Regions from separate parts of the Mus musculus genome. Here all the other regions are linked to region 5. The links are chromatin contacts, called in public ChIA-PET, HiChIP or PLAC-seq, capture Hi-C and promoter capture Hi-C maps. All regions are on one chromosome and are shown on one strand. Each heading gives the region's core, a stretch centred on a gene start, on an enhancer-like site or on the middle of the called end of the contact. The rest is flanking DNA. Distances are from core to core; before and after follow the strand shown. Region 1 has its middle 23 kb from the start of Txlnb. Region 2 holds the start of Txlnb (taxilin beta). Region 3 holds the start of Hebp2 (heme binding protein 2). Region 4 holds the start of Nhsl1 (NHS-like 1). Region 5 holds the start of Reps1 (RalBP1 associated Eps domain containing protein).

The links. Promoter capture Hi-C pulls out the DNA fragments that hold promoters and counts their contacts. ChIA-PET counts read pairs in DNA pulled down with a chosen protein or histone mark. HiChIP or PLAC-seq counts read pairs in DNA pulled down with a chosen protein or histone mark. Capture Hi-C pulls out chosen DNA fragments and counts their contacts.
Region 1: a contact with region 5 is called in an RNA polymerase II ChIA-PET map of effector CD8 T cells, with 29 read pairs. The contact joins the enhancer-like site here to the promoter of Reps1 in region 5. A contact is called at or near these places in 1 of 39 promoter capture datasets (hematopoietic stem and progenitor cells), 1 of 15 datasets of contacts at CTCF or cohesin (the NIH/3T3 cell line), 11 of 115 datasets of contacts at active chromatin or transcription factors (CD8 T cells, bone marrow-derived macrophages, cardiomyocytes and 7 more) and 1 of 9 other capture datasets (adipose tissue).
Region 2: a contact with region 5 is called in a capture Hi-C map of macrophages, with 4 times the contacts expected there. The contact joins the promoter of Txlnb here to the promoter of Reps1 in region 5. A contact is called at or near these places in 6 of 39 promoter capture datasets (the 3T3-L1 cell line, the SN4741 cell line, cranial neural crest and 3 more), 1 of 15 datasets of contacts at CTCF or cohesin (the NIH/3T3 cell line), 4 of 484 Hi-C or Micro-C datasets (B cells, the HL-1 cell line, embryonic stem cells and 1 more), 3 of 115 datasets of contacts at active chromatin or transcription factors (bone marrow-derived macrophages, memory CD8 T cells and microglia) and 3 of 9 other capture datasets (adipose tissue, liver and macrophages).
Region 3: a promoter capture Hi-C map of neural stem cells shows a contact between it and region 5. The contact joins the promoter of Hebp2 here to the promoter of Reps1 in region 5. A contact is called at or near these places in 4 of 39 promoter capture datasets (cranial neural crest, embryonic stem cells, hippocampal neurons and 1 more), 5 of 484 Hi-C or Micro-C datasets (cerebellum, cerebral cortex, embryonic stem cells and 2 more) and 1 of 115 datasets of contacts at active chromatin or transcription factors (stem cell-derived neural progenitor cells).
Region 4: a contact with region 5 is called in an H3K4me3 HiChIP or PLAC-seq map of bone marrow-derived macrophages, with 5 times the contacts expected there. The contact joins the promoter of Nhsl1 here to the promoter of Reps1 in region 5. A contact is called at or near these places in 20 of 484 Hi-C or Micro-C datasets (CD4 T cells, the G1E-ER4 cell line, adipose-derived mesenchymal stem cells and 10 more), 3 of 115 datasets of contacts at active chromatin or transcription factors (bone marrow-derived macrophages, large pre-B cells and stem cell-derived neural progenitor cells) and 2 of 9 other capture datasets (embryonic stem cells and macrophages).

The regions. Positions count from the first base shown.
Region 1 is chr10:17,770,690-17,774,752 of GRCm38.p6, reverse strand. No RefSeq gene overlaps it. Among named protein-coding and RNA genes, the nearest start is that of Txlnb, 23 kb to the left of the region's middle. Within about 2 kb of position 2,097, at least 126 of the 459 cell types and tissues checked have an H3K27ac peak or open chromatin away from gene starts, as enhancers often do. A contact at or near this core is called in CD8 T cells, adipose tissue, bone marrow-derived macrophages and 5 more, where this site is marked.
Region 2 is chr10:17,794,132-17,798,737 of GRCm38.p6, reverse strand. Txlnb (taxilin beta) reads right to left here and starts at 2,519. Exons shown (of 10, transcript NM_138628.3): 1 at 2,317-2,519. Gm20655 (a long non-coding RNA gene) reads left to right here. Exons shown (of 5, transcript XR_871470.3): 2 at 1-4,606.
Region 3 is chr10:18,543,367-18,547,569 of GRCm38.p6, reverse strand. It overlaps Hebp2 (heme binding protein 2), which reads left to right and starts at 1,494. Exons shown (of 4, transcript NM_019487.3): 1 at 1,494-1,876; 2 at 2,357-2,492; 3 at 3,125-3,305. The coding sequence starts at 1,775.
Region 4 is chr10:18,404,654-18,408,924 of GRCm38.p6, reverse strand. It overlaps Nhsl1 (NHS-like 1), which reads right to left and starts at 1,250. Exons shown (of 7, transcript NM_173390.3): 1 at 411-1,250. The coding sequence starts at 612.
Region 5 is chr10:18,053,580-18,058,188 of GRCm38.p6, reverse strand. It overlaps Reps1 (RalBP1 associated Eps domain containing protein), which reads right to left and starts at 2,249. Exons shown (of 20, transcript NM_009048.2): 1 at 2,074-2,249. The coding sequence starts at 2,226.

The DNA of each region.
Region 1 (4,063 bases), core at 848-3,347, 280 kb after region 5:
ACAGGCAATGTCCCACCGCCAAAGATTAATAAAAGCATAACAGATTTATTAAATCAATTTTTAAAAGGTTTGTTATCTTATCTACAGGAATTATTGTTGTGCCTGCTTGTATGGATGTGAAGAGGCCAGAAGAGGGTGCTGGATCCCCTGGCACTGCAGTCAGGAATAATTTTTACGTGGGTACTGGGCATCAAACCTCTGGGAGGGGAAAAAAAAAAAACTCAAGTGCTCCTAACCACTGAGCCACCTCACTAGGCTCAAACCAACAATTTATGTGGCAGAGGAGCCTTGAGACTGAAGACTGCAAAGACCCTGAAAAAGCCATTACTTTTGTAATCAGATTTGATGATGCCACTAGAAATGAGACCGGAAAAAGGTCTGTGCTAATGAGTAGACTCCAGTGGGGAACCCTAGCATGCTTCCTGCCCTGATTCTCCTGGGCATCCCATCTCCTGGGGACGGGACAGGCTACTTTGGGAGCATCTCTTATTAGATAGAGTAGTTTTGAGAATTTCTTTATGATCAGCTGTTATGCCTAAAGATAGAGGAAGGCTATGGTAATGGTTTTAGACTGTAGGATTGCTTTGGGGTGAGGGAAGGGGTACTGGTTTCAATGGCCTAGCTTAGGGACAGGAATCGCTGCTACTCTGATTTACTTCAGGGGCGGGGGCAGTGAGAATGACAGCCGGGAAGGCAGGAGCCCTCTGCGATGGCTCCTACGGCCTTTCAAAGCCTTCAGTTCAACCTCAGCACCAGACCTCAGAGCCCCCATACCATGGCACGTTGTTTCCTGAGCCCAGATGTGAGCAAGGGTCCATCCATATTACGATATTCTAGAAGTTTCTCTGTGCCATCTCATTGAGATACTATCACCTGACTCTGGAAAATACTGGCATAGGTTTGAGTTAAAAATTAGAGCTTTATATTATTTTATGCTTTCATGTGTTTTGCCTACATGAATGTCTGGGAACCACAGGTATGCCTGGTGCCCACACAGGCTAGAAGAGGACATTGGATCCCCTGGATCTGCAGTTGTAGTTAGCTATAAGTTGCCATGTGAGGGCTGGGGATGAGCCCAAGTCCCCTGGAAGAGCAGGCAGTGTTCTTACCTATTGAGCTATCTCTCCAGCCCCTAGAATTTTCTTAAAGTAAAGTCCAATCTTCAAACCAAACCAAACCAACCAATCAAACTCCACATTCAAAATAAAGCAGTTTGATAGAAATCTTCTTTCCTGAAATGATAATACACAGAGCAAGGTATGTTATAAATTGTGGTCCTGAACTGGAATAACAATGAAAAAAAAAAGAAAGAAAGAAAAGAAAAGAAGAAAATTATTGACACAGCTCAAGCCATTGGCTTCTGTTCATCATAGGAAACCTGAAGGAAACTAGAACAAGCTTTGCGCCTGGGTTTCTGAACACAAAGTTATACTTAAGTGCTAAGTCCACTCATTCACCACTTGGCACTAGGATAAGGCAATCAAAGATGGCAGTTTTATTTTAATTAACATTGTAGTTAGTTTGTTGTGACAGCATCTCTCTCTCTCTCTCTCTCTCTCTCTCTCTCTCTCTCTCTCTCTCTCTCTCTCTCTCTCTCTCTCTGTAGTCCTGACTGTCCTTGAGCTTGTTTGTAAACCAGCCTGGCCTCAAACTCACACAAATCCTTTTGCCTTTGCCTCTTGAGTGTTGGAATTAAAGGTGTGTGCAACTACAAAGATGGGGTTTTTCAATCAGTGTTCATGTCCCAGTGAGTTAAATAAACCATAGAATAAGTGACCTGGGACTAATTTGCCCTAAGATGACAATAGAGGACGACCGCCACCTACCTGCCCCGCTCACATCTTTTGGGACAGGTCTTGCTTTGCAAGACATTCTACAAGCTCTGACCGCACCAGGTAAAAATGGGTTGCGCACTAGATAGATCTCCCTGTGGACGCTTGCCCCATGGGAAATCAATGCTGGCCAAATTTTTGAGAGAAGCTGAACCATTCAGAAGTTTAGAGGATGGGAACTGACTCAAAAGGAAGCCCCGAGACTTGCCATAGCAGTGGCAAACTGAACAGGAAACAGAAATTATGAGTCAGCAGCGGAAGTCAGTAAGCTAGTACCCAGAGGAAAACATGCAGCTGTGCAAAGATCCCGAGACAGACAGGCTGTGGCACATGGCGCATGGCGCTGAGCGGCCTTCCTTCTCATCACAGCTATCCAAGTAAATGAAGAGATGAACACTTGTCTCCCCGTTAACAGGCTTTCCTTACCCACACCAGTCTGCAGCTGAACGTCATCTTGGGACGAATCATCAGCACAGGATGACTGACTTCCTGTGTGTCTAAGACAGCACACTCTTAGGGACTGGCCCCAAGACGGAGCTTCTTATTGAGATGACAGTTAAAAATCTTGCTGGCCTCTCGCTGAAGTCTTGATTCAGCAGCTGAAAATGCAGAAAGATCTAGAAGAAGTAGATGAAAGAAATATAAGGAAACTGGATGTTCAGAGATAATCATCTCAGGGAACACGATCTTGGGGCCATCACCACTCAGTGAGCAAAGATTCCTGGGAGATTCAACAGACAGACAAGAAAAAAAGGAGAAGAAGAAAGTGAACCTAACTAAATGACTGTCCCAACAGAGCATACTACCCAGAAAAAAAAACCAACCAACTAACCAAACAAACAAACAAACAAACAAAAAAAACCCCAGAATAAACAAAGCAATTAAGTAAAACATGAACTATTCTTTTCTTAAAGAGCAAAATCTAACAAGTGGAGTATGAAGTTTCACTGGAGGCAATGACATAGGCACGGTTAAGGGAGTAGCCAGGGAAGCAGTTGCTTATGTAACTTTAATATGAGCAACCAAAAGAAATTTGAATAATCCTGGAAGATTGGCCCAGCATGGTAGTCATGAACATGCTAAGTGGTTGAATTCTGCATCAGTATTAAATACAAAACAAGACTATGTATCAGGGCTAGAGAGATGGCTTGGTGGTTAAGGACACTGACTGCCCTTCCAGAGGTCCTGAGTTCAATTCACAGCAACCAAATGGTGGCTCACAACCATCTCTAATGGGATCTGCTGCCCTCTTCTGGTGTGTGTGAAGACAGCTGCAGTGTATTCACATACATAAAATAAACACATCTTTTTAAAAAAAGTTATTAAAATAAAAAAGACTTTGTATTGGATGTGGCATCAAAAAGGAAAAGAAGAATTGGACAAAACTCCAGCGTGTTTGAGACAAGGCCTCTTTATGTAGCCCTGGCTGACTTGCAACTTGCTATGTATATCAAACTAGCCTGGAATTCTCAGAAATCTGCCTGCCTCTGCTTCCTGGGTGTGGAATGAAAGGTATGTGTCACCATGCCTGACTGAAATTCCTTTTCTTCTTTTTCTTTCTTTCTTTCTTTCTTTCTTTCTTTCTTTCTTTCTTTCTTTCTTTCTTTCTTTCTTACTTTTTTTTTTTTAAGTAGAGAATATTAGGAGGAACATAACGGAGGGATAAGTTTTGGACAGGTAAAGTTTTATAAGCCTGAGTAAAAGGGTCATTAAATAGTTGAATTATGAATCTAAAGTTGAATGAATAGTCTGGACTTAAAATATATCAATGTAAAAGTCTGCAGCGTGCTAATGGAGTCCATATAGTTTAAAAGAAATCTATTTCAGTCCAATTGAGCGGTTATAATGTGGCAACATAGCCTGGGAGACCGATAAACAATGGAATCAGCTTCTCAGAAGACTAGAAAGTTAGGTCAGTACCTGGTAAGGACCTGTTTCTGACTCTGTGACCGTACCTTCTCAGTGTTCTCCTATGTTAGCAGAAGTCAGATAGCTCTCTCATATGGGTGCTGACCTGCCAAAGGACACCATTTTCATGACTCAATCGCCTCCAGAAAGTCCATCTTCCAATGCCACCCCCTTTGACATGCACTTTTAGGACAGTGAAGAGAATATAAAAACAGATCATAGGTGGTGTCTTAGTTAGGATTTCCTTTGCTGTGAAGAGACAACATGACCAAGGCAACGCTTGTAACAGAGAACATTTAATTGGGTCTGGTTTACAGGTTCAG
Region 2 (4,606 bases), core at 1,270-3,769, 260 kb after region 5:
TTTAATATTTAATACAGGAACCATTCTGATTACTAAAAATAATTCGTAACAGTTACATCCATAAGCTATTTTTCAATCTTTAGGTAAAAAGTTTAACTTGTGTATTTTACTACATTATTAGGTAAAATTGCTTTTCTAGTGTTTTCTCCCTGATAATAAGCAACATGCAATTATCAATCAGAAAAAAAAGGGTTTTTGAACTTCAGATTAATGTTTTTTAATTAAAACAGGGAATGAGAAATGTATAAATAAGTCAGTAATATGAATGAATGATGATGATCCTTAGAAATATATTTTCATATGTATATATGTGTATGAGTATTTTCACACATATGTGTATGTGTGTGTGTGTGTGTGTGTACATGCAGAGGCCAGAGAAGGATGTCTGGTGTCACATCCATCTTCTACCTTTAAAACAAGAGCCTCTCACTGAACCTGGCACTAGGATGGCAGTCAGCAAGCCCCAGTTATCCTCCTGCCTCTGTCCCTAACAGCACTGTAATTGCATGCTCATTTGACTGCATCCAAGTTTCCACATGGTTGTCAGGATCAGAACTCTAATCCTTACGCTTGTATAGCAAGCAGTTTTGCTCACTGAGCCATCTCGCCAGCCCACATATAATACTAACTCCTTAAATTTCTATAACATTCTTTTACTCTAGAAACTGACTTCATCTTTGAAGTAAAAAGATGATAATTTTCTAACTTAAAAAGTTCTAGGAAAATGTAAGAATTTTAAGACATAGCAATGTATATCTTAAGCTAGAAAAATAATTCAAATGCAATATGGACTCAAACCAGGCATGCTGGGGCATGTCTACTTCTTATTTGTAAAAGGAAGGCAAGTCAGGCGTTCAAGGTCATTGTCAGCTACACAGAGTCCCTAGCCTGCCTCTGCTATATAATCCTGTCTCCCAGCAGCAACAACATCAACAACAACACCCACATAATAGTAGAGCCTCTGGGAAATATGGAACAACACAGCACATTGCATTAGAGACTCCGGGCTTTGCTCCTACCATGCTGAGGGGCGGAGAGATTTGGCTTAGGGTTTAACTTCTGGTGCGTTTTGTTTACAAATAGAACGCAATAGTTATGCTGCTAACTAATAGCATAAAACTATGGCAGCGTTCCCTAGCTTCACGGGTCGTGCGGTTGTGTTGGCATGTCAGTGGAAACAAAAACATGCTGTGTTATCAACTGCATAGCTTCCTTGGCTCATTTTTAGGGCAAGTGTCAAGCACTTGAATGTAGTAGGTGTTGAACACTTGACTGCCAACCCGAGAGTGGAAGACACAGTGTGGAGACAGTCCCCACCCACCTGTGGCTCCCCCAGGACTTAGGAGGAAGGTCATTCCTTTTAATTCAATCACTTGGTTATCACACAATGTGGCTGCGTCTCCACCACTGCAATCGAGAGCCTGACCTCCGCTCGCCATGCTCTCTGCTATATATAACTCCTGCCTCCCCCAAGCACACAGAGAGACACGTGTCACCTGCTGCCCTGCCAGAAGTTATTTTAAGTTCTTCTAAAATGAGTTCTGACATTTAGCCCTTCATCCCTAAAGTCAAGAGAATAGGCTCTCAGTCAGACTAAAAATTGTGACCATTTACTGGTTTGAATCCATATGTGAACTTTTAAGTGTAGGGGAGATTATCATTGGGTGAGATCTGAAGTCAATCAAAGTTCAAAGCAGTTATTTCAAACAGTCCACGGGCATTTTACTGTGGTTAGGCTACATGAAAATGTTCACGTGATCTATTCAAGCTTAGGTCTATGGATATTCTTTAAATTCCTGTTCCACATTAGTTGATGTGTGTGTGTGTGTGTGTGTGTGTGTGTGTGTGTGTGTGTGTGTCAGTCTCAGCACCTCAAATGCTCCACTGATGTGCAGTATCTCCAAACTCCAACCTTCTTTTAAAACAGTAACCTATTTTGTTTAGAGGACAATTTACTTCTTTAAGACACCTCAGAACAAACTAACAAGAAGGAAAACCAAATATAAACAAAGTCAAAGAACCTTAAAATCGTCCTTTTTGTAGCAAAGTTTCTTCTCACAAAGAAACTCTAAAATCTGTCTTTTACAAACTTTATTGGCTCTGTGCCCCTCCGGGAAGGAGGAATGTTTCCCCTGTGCTAGCTGTGGCTGCTCACACACGCACACGCACCATCCCTTCCTGATCCACCCGCTGTCTTGTGAAGTTGAACAATGGAAAGCCCTTCTACCATTTGCTGGCGTCTGTAACTTTTGAACACTACAGACTACAGGCTACAGGCTGCCCCTCAGGGCTTGGGGAAGTGTTTGTCATACTTACCAGAAGGAAGGGAGCTAAGCAGGAAGAGAAAAGAGAGGAAAGAGGTGGTAGAGTCAGAGGAGGAGCAGCAGCAGCAGCAGCAGCAGCAGCAGGAACAGGCAGCAGGGCTGAGTTCTTACAAGGAGGGAGAAACTGCACACACACACACACACACACACACACACACACACACACACACACACACGCCCACAAAAGGAGGGGGCGGGGAAGGAAACACCCGTGACGCAGCAAGAAAGAAGTCTGCCTGTGCTTCAGTAGGTGTCGCCAGGGGAGTATCCTTTGAAAGAAAAGCAGCTGGTGAATTGTGAGACTCTCCATGTTTAGCCCTCTTTAAAATTCAAACCCAGATGAATGGCCTCCTGGTGCGGTTTTCTGACATTGTTGTTATTTTGGAACACATCAGGAGTGTTTTTATTTCTTGGTTTATCTCCGTGGGGTTTATGATTCAACCCTGGATTAGTTAGTATCAGGTTTCTTTTAGGAACCACCAAAGATGCGGTGTGGCACAGCACAGGAGAAGTGGCAGAGACACTAATTCTGAGGACACTGCTTTCTTGTGGTTGTTACTATTGTTTTTGCAAAGTTTGAAATGCACATTTAGGTGGCTTTTGGAACTGTGGTTTAGGTAGTCTTTGCATGTGTGCTGTGTCCAGAGCTGACATCTCATCAGCTTGTTCATCCTAAAAATGCCTTCCTAGGGCCTAGAGGCAGAGGTAGGTGGCTCTCTGTGACTTCAAGGCCAGCCTGGTCAATATGGTGACTTCCAGGACAGTCAGAGGAACGGCTTAATATCCTGTGTAAAAGAAACAAGGATTAGCTTGTTAGCTTCCTCCTAACTCATAGCCATTCATGGGTGCCTTAAGCTTTCTGGGGAATGTATTTCCATGTTTTACCAAAACAGATTTAGTCTTGGCACAGCATCTCTGAGAATTTAGTCACCCCAAAGACATCCAGCCCTTGAATCTGGCACTTTACGTGTAGAGGGGACTTGCAGATGTGGTCAAGGATTGTGGGGTGGAGAGTCATCTAGAATGATCTGAGGGTGACCACTAATCACAGAGTCCTTATAAATGAGGCAAGCAGGCTGAGAATCAGATCAGATCTGTCGATCTAAGTGGGGTGTGTCATGGAGTAAGGTCCTGCGTCGAGGAGCATAAGAAGCCTTAGAAGCTGGGAAGGCAACAAAACACTCTTCTCTCAAGCCTCCAGAGGGATGCAGCCACACCAACAGCTTCACCTCAGACCCCATGGAACTCATTTTGGACTTTGACCTCCAGCACTGTAAAGGAGTAAGTTCACGTTTTTTAAAAAGCCTCTACCTCAGTGTCAGATTGTTAAAGGGAATGAAACGGAAGCTAACGTGCACCCCACTCCCAAGTGCTTCCCTACTTCCTGAGCTCGGGGTGCTGTAAGTCACAATCACAGAAAGGGCTGAAAAGGGGTGCAGGAAAGGCATGATGGGAAGAAGCAGCCTGAGAAGGAGAAACTCTGACAGAGACACTGCAGTGACTGTTAATCCTGGGATTTGCCAGAGAAAAAACCCCAAGTCCACCAGCTCCGGGCAAATTAAAGCTAGCTTTATTAAATATTAAATACTGACCACCAAATCCTCGACTTTAATCAGGACCATTCCCTGGAGTTTCTCAGCTGGAATGGCCTTGAGCCTGTGTAGCAGGGATTTATAAGGATGACCTATAGGCCATCATAGTTTCCTATGAGGCTTTGTTATTTTCTGAGAACTACAACTCCCAGCATTCCCGGAAGTTACCTGGTCCTTGGGCAACTGGGGTTTACAGGTTAATTTCGGGCCTTTCATGGCAAACACAATGAAACTGGTGAAAGAAAATAATATTCTCTCCTTAATCCTCACATCGTGAATATTCGGTTAACACCACAAATCAGAAGACAGCACATCCTGGATTGGAGCAATCAACTCAATCAGATCTCCAAGTGCAGATCAGTTCTAAACAATTTTAAATAAGGTACTGTTAGGGTACATTTTGTGAAGGTATGTTTCTGTGTCATCAATTGTTTAACGGGTACCTGCAGAGAGCTAAGTACTCGTCGCATCTTGGTATTGTTGTTTCCGTGGCCCATCGCCAGCCTCATATTTTTGCAAACATTCATCCTTCCTTCCTTGCCTATTGGATGTAATAAAAAACTGATGGCCAATAGCTGAGCAGGGACTAGGAGGCGGCACTTCCAGGCAGAGATAGGAACTTCGGGAGAAGCAATCAAATGCAGGAGGTTCATCAGGGATCACAGAAGGGATGATTCAGGCCGGAGCAGA
Region 3 (4,203 bases), core at 245-2,744, 490 kb before region 5:
ACTTCCCAGAACCAGTTGTTCCAGGTGGCACCACCCACAGTTTGCTGGGCCCGTCCACATTAATCATTCATCAGAGAGAATGCCCCATTGACTTGCCTACAAACCAATCTGTTGAAGGCAGGTGTGTTCTCTGTTGAAGTTTCCTCTTCACGTATGACCCGGATTTATGCCAAACTGACAAAAAAAAAAAAAAAAAAAAAAAAAAAGCAAACAAAACAGAACTAACTAGCACAGGGGCTTAGAACATGCTAAAGGCTGAGGGGGGAGATCATTAAAAGATGGGCTAGCATTGTAATTGCTGCAAAACTCCATAAATATAATTGAAAGCCATTAAGTAGTTCACTTTACTATTATTACTGATTCTCTGTTTTTGAGGCATTCGGATATAGCTAAGAGGGGGTGGGGGTGGGGCAAGTGGCTTCAATTTTTGTGTGTAGTCAAGGGTCACTTAGAATTTCTGGGTTTCCTGCTTCCAAACTCACAGTTCTAGGATTACAGGGGTACACCACAATGCCTGGTTTATTAAATAGTAGAGGTATGTTAAAACATATACATGTAATTAAAAATAAAACTGAAAAAAATTCCAGCATGGGGGAGGGATGTCTCTGGAGTACTCCTGAGAATTCTTTATCAGTAACGGGTTGCTGGGACCTAGAGACTCATTTCTTTTTAGGAGTGTGAGCATGGGTTTTCAGTGCCTCAGTGATAGACTCCAGCCTAAGTGCATGTGAGTTGAACTAGCTGAATCCAGTGAGCTAAATAAATACTCAAAGAATTTTGGAAGGAAGATGTGATGGGGTGGAGGTGGGGTGGAGAGTGGGGTTTCAGGAGTTGAGGGGAGAGAGGGGCAGGTGGATATGATCAAGATAAATTGTATATCGGTATAACATTTTAAAAGAAAAAAGAGATGAATTATATATAAATTTATTTCAATAAATCTTTTGGAAAAAGTATGAAGCCTAGCCAAAATATCTAAAGAGCACTAGTGTGTGCTCTGGCCCGTCCTCCAGGGCTGACTGGAGGACTCAGATGGTTTCAGTAGCCCAAGACACAACACACACACACACACACACACACACACACACACACACACACACACACACACACATTGCTCTCCCCAAAGATGCTGGGTCTCCATTGACTTTCCACATTGAGCAAACCTGAAAACTGTGGGCCCTGGCTGCCCTTCTAGTATAAATCAGTCTGCGGATCCCAATTTGGACTCCAGGATCTAAGGGCAGCAGGAGTCAGAGTCCTGAGTGCTAGCTGCTAGAGGTCTTGGAGCTCCGCTGCGAAGTCTTGGGGCAGGCGATTTTCTTTTGTGAGGGTGGGGAGGAAGCTGATTTTGCAGAGGCGCTGGCAGCGTTTTCAATGTAGGGAGAGGCTCCCTGAATGGGTGCCCGGACTGGTTCCACAGAAACCGAGCTAGGAGCTGCTCAGTCCTCCGCCCACCACTGCCCACAATCCAGTTCTGCAAAACATCAGCTAGGTGGGAGGGACTCTGCAGAGGACCTAGATGACCCAGGGCCAGCCGGCCGATCCTGATCAGTCTGATCAGCTAGCTGATCCTGACCTTATCCCTGCAGAGGGGTGTGGCCAGGGCTGGCGCAAGCCTGAGGTTGGTCGCGACGCCGCCTTGTGGCTCAGACCGAGAATGTCCTACGGACCCGCAGTAAGGGCTGCAGGGCCGAGCGTGCGCCGGTGGGGAGGGGACTCAGAACAGGGTGGCCGGTGAACACAAACAGGGCGCGCCCCTCCCAAGCTGCCCTTACTCATGGCAGAGGAGCCGGAGCCAGACCTCGGGGTGGCCGAGGGCTCAGAGGATCAGGCCTTGGAGATGCCGAGCTGGAAAGCTCCGGAGGACATAGACCCCCAGGTAGGCGTCTTCCAGGGCCCGCAAAGATTCATCTGGGCTACTTTACCGTGATATGAAGAGTCCCCTAGAGTTAAGTTAAAATATATATATATATATATATATATATATATATACTATTTTAGATCTGCGCGAACCAGGAGATGCGTTGTTTAGCTGACCCCAGGAGAGAGTCATACATCCACTTCCTGTCCGCGGAGCGGGTGGGGTAGGGAGAAACTGGTTACTACTACACAGACCCAGCGCTTCGATTTAAGAAAAGCTTGTAATCTGTCCTTAGGGCAGTATCTGCTCTCCAACCCGTAGGGAAACCTCAGGAGAGTCCATGCTTGTCCTAAAGAACGGGAACCTCAGGCTAGACCTTGGGGGGAGAGGGTTGCAGCTCTCCTGTATTGGGGACTCTCACCTCCTGACGTTCATGAGTTGCTGCTTGTTCATGAGTTCATGAGTTACTTCTCTTAAGTTTTCTCTGTACCATTTTAGCCAGGAAGTTATGAGATCCGGCACTACGGACCGGCTAAGTGGGTCAGCACTTGCGTGGAGTCCCTGGACTGGGATTCAGCCATCCAGACTGGTTTCACAAAATTGAATGGCTACATTCAAGGCAAAAATGAGAAAGGTAAAAGTAGCCTCCGAGATGCTGCGATTACTGAGTTTTAGTCTCCTGAAGAATTCTGTTTTGTAATAGACGAATAACCAGATGACTGAAACTCTAATGTTTTTATTCACGATTGGCTTCAAGAACTTTAGTGTAGCTACAGTAGAGTGTTGCTGGGTTCTGCTTGTCAAGGTCTATACTTTCCTCATTTTTTTTTTTTTTTCCTAGATGAAATGGGACTCTACCTAGGGAGAAGTCCTTTCCTGTGCCAAATGCCTCTAATAGTGATATCAAGGGACAGGAAAATGCAAGGGCATGAGCCTCAAGTTGTGTGTGTGTGTGTGTGTAATTTTGCAAGTCTCTTCGCCTTAGGACCACAATTTCTGAGATATAGAGAAAAATAATTGGCCCATGTTTTCTGTGATTTCTTCTTTATGTTTAAAAATATAGAATTTATTAACCCAAGAAAACACTACAGAAAATTGTTTAATGTAGAGTAATGTGTCATTCTACCACTACCCCTTTATAAAAGAAAAACAAAAACAAAAAGATGAGACATATCAAGGGTACATATTTATAGTGGTAATGTAAAGGAAATCAAGAAACATCAGCCATAATATGCTAAAATTGCTTTCATTTTTTCCATGACGTAGAGATGAAAATCAAGCTGACAGCCCCCGTGACAAGCTACGTGGAGCCCGGCTCAAGTCCTTTCAGTGAGTCTACCATTACGATTTCCCTGTACATCCCCTCTGAGCAGCAACCCGATCCACCCAGGCCTTCAGAGTCAGATGTCTTCATTGAAGACAGAGCTGAAATGACGGTGTTCGTGCGGTAAGTGGTAGATAATTCACAGCCATGCTGCCTGCCGGCCTGCTGGCTGCTGGTTTTACCTGTGTGCATTCACCAGTCCACAAGCATCTCACCCTTCCATAAGAACCGTCTACTAGATTTCAGGATGTTTTCCTGCTGTCTTGGTTTTAAAATGTCACTGAAGTCTATTGCAAGATAGAATCCATTTATTGAGAAGTCTATTATATATCTTCCACATATAAAACATAGCACAAATTGTATCACTTGAAACATAGGACTATCCTTTCCTACAAAATAGATAGATCTGAACAATAATGCCTTCAAAAAACAGCATATGGTGTCTGTCCTAGTCTGTTTGGGCAGGCACAACGAATACTATAGACTCTGTGGCTTACCACAAACACAAGTTTGCTTTTTGTAGTTCTTTCTAGAAGCTAGGTTCAAGGTCAAGGCACTTACAGTTTTAGTGACTGGCTAGGGGCCATTTCCTGATTCATATAAGCACATTTGACCCTCTTTTGTAAGGGTGATAATTCCTTTCTTAAGGGCTCAGTCCCCCCCAGGATCTAACCACCCTCCAGAGGCTCTTTAAACTATCCCATTTGTGATTAGGAGTTTGATATGAATTTGAGAGAGACAGGCATTCAGTCCACAGCATTCTGTTCCTAACTGAAGAAACTTTGTGTCTTTCTCACTCACAAAAATGCATCCAGTCACATTTTACCAGCCCTAGAATCTTAGCCTATTTCAGCATTGACTCAAAAGACTCATTTAAATAACATTCAAATAAAATCTGGCTTGAGACTCAAAGCATGACTTATCTCAAAGCAAATTCTCTCTAGCTGTGGGCCTGTAAAAGTCAAACAAGCTATGGGCTTGTTTGTACAACATTGTGACATGCAAAGGAGGAACATCCCCT
Region 4 (4,271 bases), core at 1-2,500, 350 kb before region 5:
AAGAACGCCGCAAAAAGACACAAACCCTCAAGCTTTGTCAGAGCACTTACTGGAAAGAGCTCATGACTTGGCCCAGACCAGATGATTCCATCTGGGGTGACAGCGTCTTACTGACTTATCCAAGTCACAGGCGAGCATGGACTGGGGAAGAGGGGAGAGCACCTGCGGCAAACAACAGCTATTTAACCTTCTGGGAAGGCTACACGGTCTCAAGCTGGATCTTGGCGGAGCAGTTTTTATTTCAGACGTGTAAACAAATGAATGGTACTTAGCTCCAGCACAAAAAAAAACAAATAAGGAACTCCTGATGGAGCAGGAGAGGACGTGACAGGAAAGCACCGGCAGGAACAAAGAATTCTATAGAGCAAACTTTTAAAAAGATGTTTAAATTAAGAATAAAATCAAGTCACCTTTTCTGGGCTGGGTCCTGTATATCCAGTTCTCATCATCGGCTTCCACCTGGTGCCCACAAACGGACAGCTCTCCATCACTGCGGAACAGCCTCTTTGTCTGCCTGGACAGGGAGGAGAAATTTATCCAACTCACAGCACGTGAGAGGGAGCCTGGGCTTGCCTTGATTCCGAAGGAACCTGAGGAGCCGTCCTTTTTCATCTTCTTTCACATCAAAATCCTCTAGAGACAAAGGGCAGCCCAACAAACAAAATGCTGGCTTTTTAGAATTGGCCGGGATCCTTGAAAGGGGCCTGCCCCTTCCCTCTTAACGCTGAGAGTCGGGCAGGCTTTGTGCTTCTGCGTGCCCGATTAAAAGGAAAATGAAGGATTAAAGATAAATTTTTTAAGAAAATGGTTTACTCTAGACACATTGTAGCACCAATTTCTGGCGGGAGGTCCTCAGGCAAAAATAAAAATAATAATAAATAGAAGTACAAGCTTTAGAAAAATAAACAGTACAGTCATTTCAGACACACTTGCCAAGACTTTGTGAAGAAGAGCCAAGGTACCCCGACTCTTGGCTGCATGGCTAGCATCCCTAAAGGTAATCCTACGCCTCTCCAGGGCATCTTTCCCTCTTAAGGCAGACAGCCAGGCTTCCGGAGCTAACTCCTCACCCTGCAGAAAAAGATCCAGCGTCAAGCAGGCCCCTAGTTTAAAGTTCACCCACACAGGTTACTCAGGAGAAATCAAAGGGTTCGGCTCTGTTGTCCCGGCCCAGGGAAGAATCATAAACCGCCCACTTGCCCTCCTTCCCGTCTGGGAAGCGCTCCTAGCCGCAGGACTCCACAAACAATAAAACAGGCTGCGTGGCTATCGCTTGGATTACAGAGTAAGCACTCCTGCGAAAGATGATAGGCTTGCCCGACACTGAAGGCACCTCATTGGAGACAGAGAGCCCCGCCCCTCCACAGACCGTACTTCAGTGGTAGCTCAAACTTCTGAACTCCTGCAAAGCAATGGAAAAGCAAGCCTGTGCAGAACGTAGACGTCTCTCTGCAGATCACAAAAAAGATTTTGATTGCTGACTACTGGACCCACTTCTGAAAAAGGGTGATCACCAGAAGCGCTTTTAATGTGGTTTCTAGTCCCGAATTCCGGGGGTGGGGGTGGGGACACGGGTTAAGGAATGCCGCGATTAAGGATAAGGTAAGCAGTTTCACTTCACTTCCTGCTTTCAGCAAAGGTGAAACGCAGCCATGTGTGCACCTGTTTCTGCCTCCCCTTCTGCAGCCAGCAGGCAGAATATGGGGAGGTAGAGGCAGGAGGAACTCCTAGATCAAGGGCAGCCTTGTCTACAAGGTGAGTTCCAGGAGAGCCAGGGCTAGCTACACAGGGAAACCCTGTTCCAGAGAACAAACAGTTCTAAAGGCAAACTTTGTGTCTCAAGTCTACCCTGACTCTCTGAGACGGAATGACGGAGTTCTTCAAGCATGCCAGGGCTGGGGCGTTCGCTGAAGAAGTTCCAGAGCAAAGTGTCCCCAAGACAGTAGACTCTCATGCTACACAAGAAGACACTGGGACTGAAGAGGCAACTGAGAAAACAGCCGTCAGCACTAATGAGGCCAGAAAAGCTAAAGGGTTCTCAAGAGACCATGATGCCTAAATGCCTCAGGTTACAGACAGATGAACTCAAGCCCACACATACCCCATGCCAGAGCAGTGGTCAGGGATGGGAAGCAGACAGCACGGGGTCTGAAGTTCTCGGCTACTGGGTGTGCTGGTCCTACCTACCTCAGCTCTTAATTTTCAGTGATGTGTCTACACTGACCATTATTACAAGTGCAGAGACGATAGAGCTGCCAGGCCCAGTGGTGCACACCCATCTTCCTGATATTGAAGAGGTAAATGCAGAGAACTGACTTCCACTCTATGTAGAGCAGCCAGCCTGGGCTAGGTGACATCCAGTCTCAAGAAAACAAGAAGTAAAAAGAATTAAAAATATAAAAATGAGGAGTTTTTAAGAGCACCTCAGAAAAAATGTGAACGAGCCTTCTACTTAGCAAGACAGAGCTCCTGCCCTCTAAGAGTGCATGGGCACCAAACAACGTGCACAAGTCTCTCTAACCTGCTGTCCACACCTTCCTTATAGCTGCACTGTAATTCACATTTATAATTTAAAGGTATCTAAGCTTCATAATGAACCCCTTGCTGTGCCTGATACACCTTGATACACCTGAGACAGCTGAATCCTCTTGGCCTGGGTGCACAGTCTCAGTGCACCCAGTCCAGTACCCAGTACTGGACTCAGTACTCCTCACATGGCCCCAGCCTTGCACACATCTGGCAGAACCTAACGGAGGAGCAAGGAGAAAACTCACTATGAGCAACCAAGAGAAATAACTGGCTTATCAGAGCCAAGACTCAAGACTGTCCCTTAAAGTTGTTTACATTTATACAGAAGCTGAAATTATTTGCCAAAAAAACAATTTTACCCTAAATGTAGGCATGCTAACAAACTGGATTTCACTCTTTTTTTAAAAAAAAAAAATATTTATTTTATGTGAGTATACTGTAGCTGTAGAAGAGTGCGCATCAGATCCTGTTACAGATGGTTGTGAGCTACCATGCAGTTGCTGGGAATTGAACTCAGGACCTCTGGAAGAGCAATCAGTCAGTGCTCTTAACTGCTGAACTATCTCTCCAGCCCACAAACTGGATTTCTAAAAACTGTTCCTACAAACCACAAAACAGAATTGATTAACCAATCCTCCATGTACTGCCTAATCTATGGCTTAGGTCAGTGGTTTTCAATCTGTGGGTCTTAACCTCCTTGGGGTCACATATCAGATATACTGCATATCAGATATTTACATTATGATTCATAATAGTAGCAAAATAAGTTATAAAGCAGCAATGAAATCATTTTATGGTTGGAGGTCACCACGACACGAGGAAATGCATTAAAGGGTCGTGGTATTAGGAAGGTTGAGAATCACTGGCTTAGATGATTGAATATTTGCTAATACAAAGAAAATCACAAACATTAATTTGTTAATTAATTGGATCAAAGTTGCTACTGGCCAACAGCAAATACAATGGTTCTCGTCCGCCCCGGAGGTCACAGCTTTCTTCATGCTCCAGGTGGGTTCCAGCTATCTTAGAAGAGCCTAAGTGGGCTGCCTCAGAAGCCACCACACTCATTCATTTAGCAATGACCAAGAACACACACCTTAATCAATGGACTATTTACCCAGAGCCATGGGTACTGGGTACCTCGCAACTCACACGTACACAGTGTGGTAATCTTCATAATATTGCTATTGAGGAGTAGGGTACCTTAGAGTATCACTGGCTTGCTCTAGTAACTCCAGTCAGAATCTTCATCAGCATTGCAAAATGTTATCATCTAACCACCCCTCCCCCACCCCTCCCCCACCTCCCCGCTCCCCATGAAAGGCTCTGAGAGCATATCCCTCACCCTCTCAGACCTTTTAGACAGACCTGCTGAACAGATTTGACTCTGCTACTCACTGTGCTGTGTCTTCCCATGTACCCTCCTGCCAGCAGCAGCAGGCTGCCACACTGCAAGGTCTGCCGTCATCATCCTTGTGTGTGTGTGTGTGTGTGTGTGTGTGTGTGTGTGTATCAATACTGCTCCCTACCACTCTGCCTCAGCTGTGCTTCACGCACCAGGAAAACAGATAAACAAGCTCTCTGAAATTATATGTTTAGTGGGAGTCTGAGGCCCCGCAGGATGAAATGCACAGCTTTGATACAAGGCTGTGTCGCAGCTGCCTCCCTCGCACCCCCTTGCCCTTTACTTGTGTGGCTGAAGCCCAAAGGTCAGATGGCTGGATAATGATGCCAGGATGGGT
Region 5 (4,609 bases), core at 1,000-3,499:
ATCTTGGGGGTAGGATCCAAGTTTGAAGAGATCTCTTTACATCTCATATGCACAGTAGTCCCACAGTTTGAGAGTCAATTTAAAAGAATGATAATTCTGAACAAGAAAGTTTCATAATATGGAATTTTCCACTTGTGATATTTTGGCCCTCAAAGTTTTCAGGTTAGGAGTACTGCAGATATCCTGGTCAGGGATCGTCAACCTGATCATGTTACTGTGGAAGTCTTGCTTCAGGGATCCTACAATTTCCAACGTGTAATTGAATCCCAAATATTTAAACGACTTAAGCTACCTATGTACAAAGATAATAGAAATTTATTTTCAAATGCCAATACAATTGAGTAAAATATGAAAATAAGTTGGATTCAATTGAACATATCTCAGCTGGAGGTTAATGGACACTAATTTCTATGCCCTAAACATGTAAACACCCTAAAAAAGTCTTGTGTACCATTAGAATGACAAAGTCATTTCCAGTTAACTCTGAACCCCAAAGACATGAGCTAAAATAGAATATGGGGGGCTTCTTGTCCAGAACCTGTAAGTTTTGTACCAAATCCATTAGACACTAGCCCCATATCATTTAACCCATCAGCAAACTATGGGATGTTTTGTGTGAACCCAAGCTAAACCTGGTTTCCTCATCGTAAGAGGGCCATAAAAACAAAAACAGTGAATCCACACAGAATCTGAATTGTTGGGAAAGCCTAAAATTGTCACTATGTTGTCCTCTTCAGCAGCACAGATCTGAGACTTTCTTATCCTTCCCTGGTACCTAAAACACTCACCTTTCCCCACCACACCCCAGGGTTAAGAAAAAATGACAAAATGAAACAAAAGCAAAGTGAGAAAGAATTCACTCCCTAAACCACAGTAGGCACTCGGGTATTGTCTATATTCGAGGTGTGTGTAGAAATTTTTATATCACAAGGGTTTCTGTTAGAAGAAAACTGACTTTCACTCTAAGATGGGCCTCAGAGAACTGGAGGCTGAGGAGGCAGAGTGATGAGATTTCTAAAAGCCTGGAGACTCCTGGCCCAGCCCACACCCACGTCCCAGCACCTGAGCAGTTGAGGGGGCAACAGGACCCTGAGTTCAGGGCTAGTCTGGGATATAAAGCAATAAGCTGTCTCAAAACAAAGTAAAATCAAACCTCTGGCCCAATATTCTGCTTCCACTGCATTATATCCACTTCCATCTCCATGTGTTTGGAGATTTGGATAACTGGCTTGGGATCAATATGAGGATGAAAACTTAAGACGGTTCCTTCCTCCCATACAGTTTAAACAGGCTCTTACTATAGCAGCTATGAATCATTAAGCAGTAGCATTAATGCTCATCACAAATATTAGCACTTCTAAAACAGGCGACAAAGAAGGTTTACCCTTGCTGCTACAGAGTTACGAGTGGCAGAGTTACAGACTGAGGAGACTATCCGCTGTCTGATTCCAGCTGTTCAATAAATCCCAAACCAAACCCACAAGCTCCACTGACTATTCCCGGGAAGGGCACTAGAAGATACTGTCCACCGGCCACCCATTCTACGACCAAGTTCTTTTCACATCTATCTACATGCCAAGTATCAGCCAGAAGTTCAAATTTCTTAGTCTCCCCTAAGAACACAGCTTCCTTAAATTTAAAACAAAACAAAACAACCCCCCCCCTAAAAAAAAAACCCAAACCACCTGCTTCTTGGATACCTTAAGCGTAACAAATCTCACTTCATCGAGTCTGCTCGGCTCGCTCAAAAATCCATATGGCATTTTGCCTGCCTATAGTCGTAACTTTCCTATTGTGCGGGAGTCGAAGAGCTATGTGACTATAGTAGGCATATCCAGCAGACGCTAGGATGCACACACAACCCGAGAGACCCGGGACCTTGCTCTTCCAGTGCACAGGCTGCCGGAGGGATGCAGGCTCCGCAGACCCCCGCCCCCACCCGGACGGCGAGCCCTCCCCCTCCAGGGGTCCCCGCGCACCCCGCTCCCGCACCTGCGGCCTCTGCCCGTCCCCGGGGGAGCCCACTCCCGCTGCCGCTGCCCGGGGCCCGCGCGGCCGGGGACGCGGCGGTACCTGGAGGACCACGTCGTTGGGCAGCTGCGCGGCCCGGAACAGCTCGAGCACTCGCCCGTTGACCACCACCTTCTTGGTGCTCTCGATGTCGCAGTAGGAGAAGAGATCCGAGTAGTATTTCTGCTCGGCGTCGCTCAGCGTCAAGCCTTCCATCTTCGCCTCGGCCCGGCGGCCGCCCCGCCCCGCATGCACCACCCGGGCGCCGGCCCCGCGACCCGGGGCGGCCGGCGGGGTACTGCGCACGGCACGGCCTCCCCGCGGGGCCGCGAGCTCGTGTGGCCCGGGGCAGCCGGCGGCGGTGGCGCGCGGCTGTGCGCGGCCGCAAGCTCGGCGTGGGGAAAAGGAGGCGGCGGCTCCGGGCTCGGCCGCGTCCCTCGGGCTTCCCGCCTCGGCTTCCCCTTCCGCCCACGCGCCCCCCTCCGAGAAGTTGTGGGGCTTCCGAAGTCTAAAGTTTCGGGGGCTCGGGGCTGCGCGTGGCCGCCGCTCCGCCTCCCTCGGCCGCCATTGACTGCGCCCCGGCCCGGCACTGACAGCGGCGGCCGCGCTCCAGACCCGGATGTGAGGCCGGGAGGAGAGAGCGCGAGAGGGAGAGGGAGAGGGAGAGAGAGAGAGAGAAACACCCACCGGGCTGGCTCGGCCGCTCCCGGGAGAGCGGGCCGCAGCGCCCCCTGCTGGCCGGAGCCCCGCGGCACGGCGGGGCGCGGCGAGTGGCCCTGGGCGCCCTCCGCGAGGACCCCAGGCTGGGGGCACTTGGGGACCGACCGGCGTCCCAGCGACGCGGAGGGTTCAGGTCGCACTGCGGGCTGGGGTGCGGCAGCTTCTGGCGTGCAGCATTTCCTAACGGTTTGCACTTAACGAGGATAAGTGCATCGCTTTGCGCCGTCCACTGAAGCAGGGAAGCTTGCTCAGGTGTGGACGCTTAAACCAAGGCTGAACTCGATCTGGTCCCAAGCCGGGTCTTCTGTAAAACCAAGTTTGAAAAAATAGAAATAAAGAAAAAAAAAGTCACCTTTTTTTTTTTTTTTTTTCACCGAGAACCAAATACTGTCGGTTTATGCCATCCACTCGGGAAACCTGTGTAGGCCTTCAGCCAACTCCAGGCCCTCTTGTTGCTCACCATCCCTTCCTTCCTCTGGGGGGTGGGGGGGGGGGAGTCTTAATCTGCATCTGTCTCTGGAGTTCATAGACCCTTAACGAGCCTTTAATCTTTTAAAAGTATTTCTTTCCTGAAACTCTATGAAGTCAGGCTGGACTTGAACTCTTGATCCCCTGCCTTTTCTTTCCTAGTGAAGGGATACCATCACCAGTCAGCCCGCGACCTTGTCAGCATTAAATATGAAGTATTTCAGAAACGGGAGCCAAGGAAGATTACACAGAGGGCTTTTCAAGTTTGGTTTTTATTCTCTGTTACATAGAGCCCATTAAGGGGACATCATTATAAGAATGAGCAGACATAGAGGGCTGGGGATATAGCTCATTTGTTAGAGCACTGTGTGCACAACGCCCTGGGTTCTATTCCCAGCACTGCATAGATCAAGTGTGGTGGTGCTTACCTGTAATCCCAGCCATTTGGGAGGTAGAGGACAGGAGGATCAGAAGTTCAAGGTCATGTTCAGCCTCACAGAACACAGAAGGCCAACCTAGACCCTATCTCAAACAGCCCAGAAAACAGAAAGAAGAACTCTGGCACCAAATGCCTCCTTTGGAGGCTAAATCTAAATGAACGTCTGTGAAGCTCTTTATGTAAGTCTTTATAGATGCCACTTTGTGGCGATATTTTCATGTTACTCTACTTCATATAGTGCTTAGTACGTCTTACAATTCATACTCACAATTGCAGTTTGGGTATGTGTGTGTGTGTGTGTGTGTGTGTGTGTGTGCATTTTTAAAAGATAGGTTCAATGAGGTAGGGACTGATTCCTGCTGTCACTGGTCTCTTTTCCCCTGCCACCTCCCCATGGCCTAGCAGCTCTATCCTGCCCTAAGCCTTTGTTCCTTCTGAAACCTCACACAGACATTTGCACGTTCCTTCTCCTGTTCCGAGGGCTCCGTCTTGGAGAACAGTCCCGCTAACACCTGATCTCCAGCTGTTGTGCTGTGTTTGCTCTTCTTAACCTGAATTCTTTTTCCTTATTGCATGTCTAGCTGATATCCAAATATGAATTTCTGTACATATTCATTTTTCTAAAATTTTATGCTGATTACACCATTGATGACAACAGCCCCGTGAAACGAGCTTGACAAGGGTTTCCTTTTTTGAAAACTTGGGATACTGAGACAAAAATGGTGTTAGCAACTTGTAAGTTTCATGACACTAAATATCTAGATGCAGGGTTCTAAACCTACTCAACTCTAAAACCAGTACCCTTTCTTAAGTCTCCTGAGCCACTAGCTCTCTATTCAGTAGAAGTGTTTCATTTCTTCGTCACCACCCTTCCAAGGCCTGTCACATACAGGTGTACCTCAATCACAAGTGATCAAATGAAGTTTAGTATTGATGGGCTAAGAAAGCATCCCGGGCTCTAACTTCCTAGCT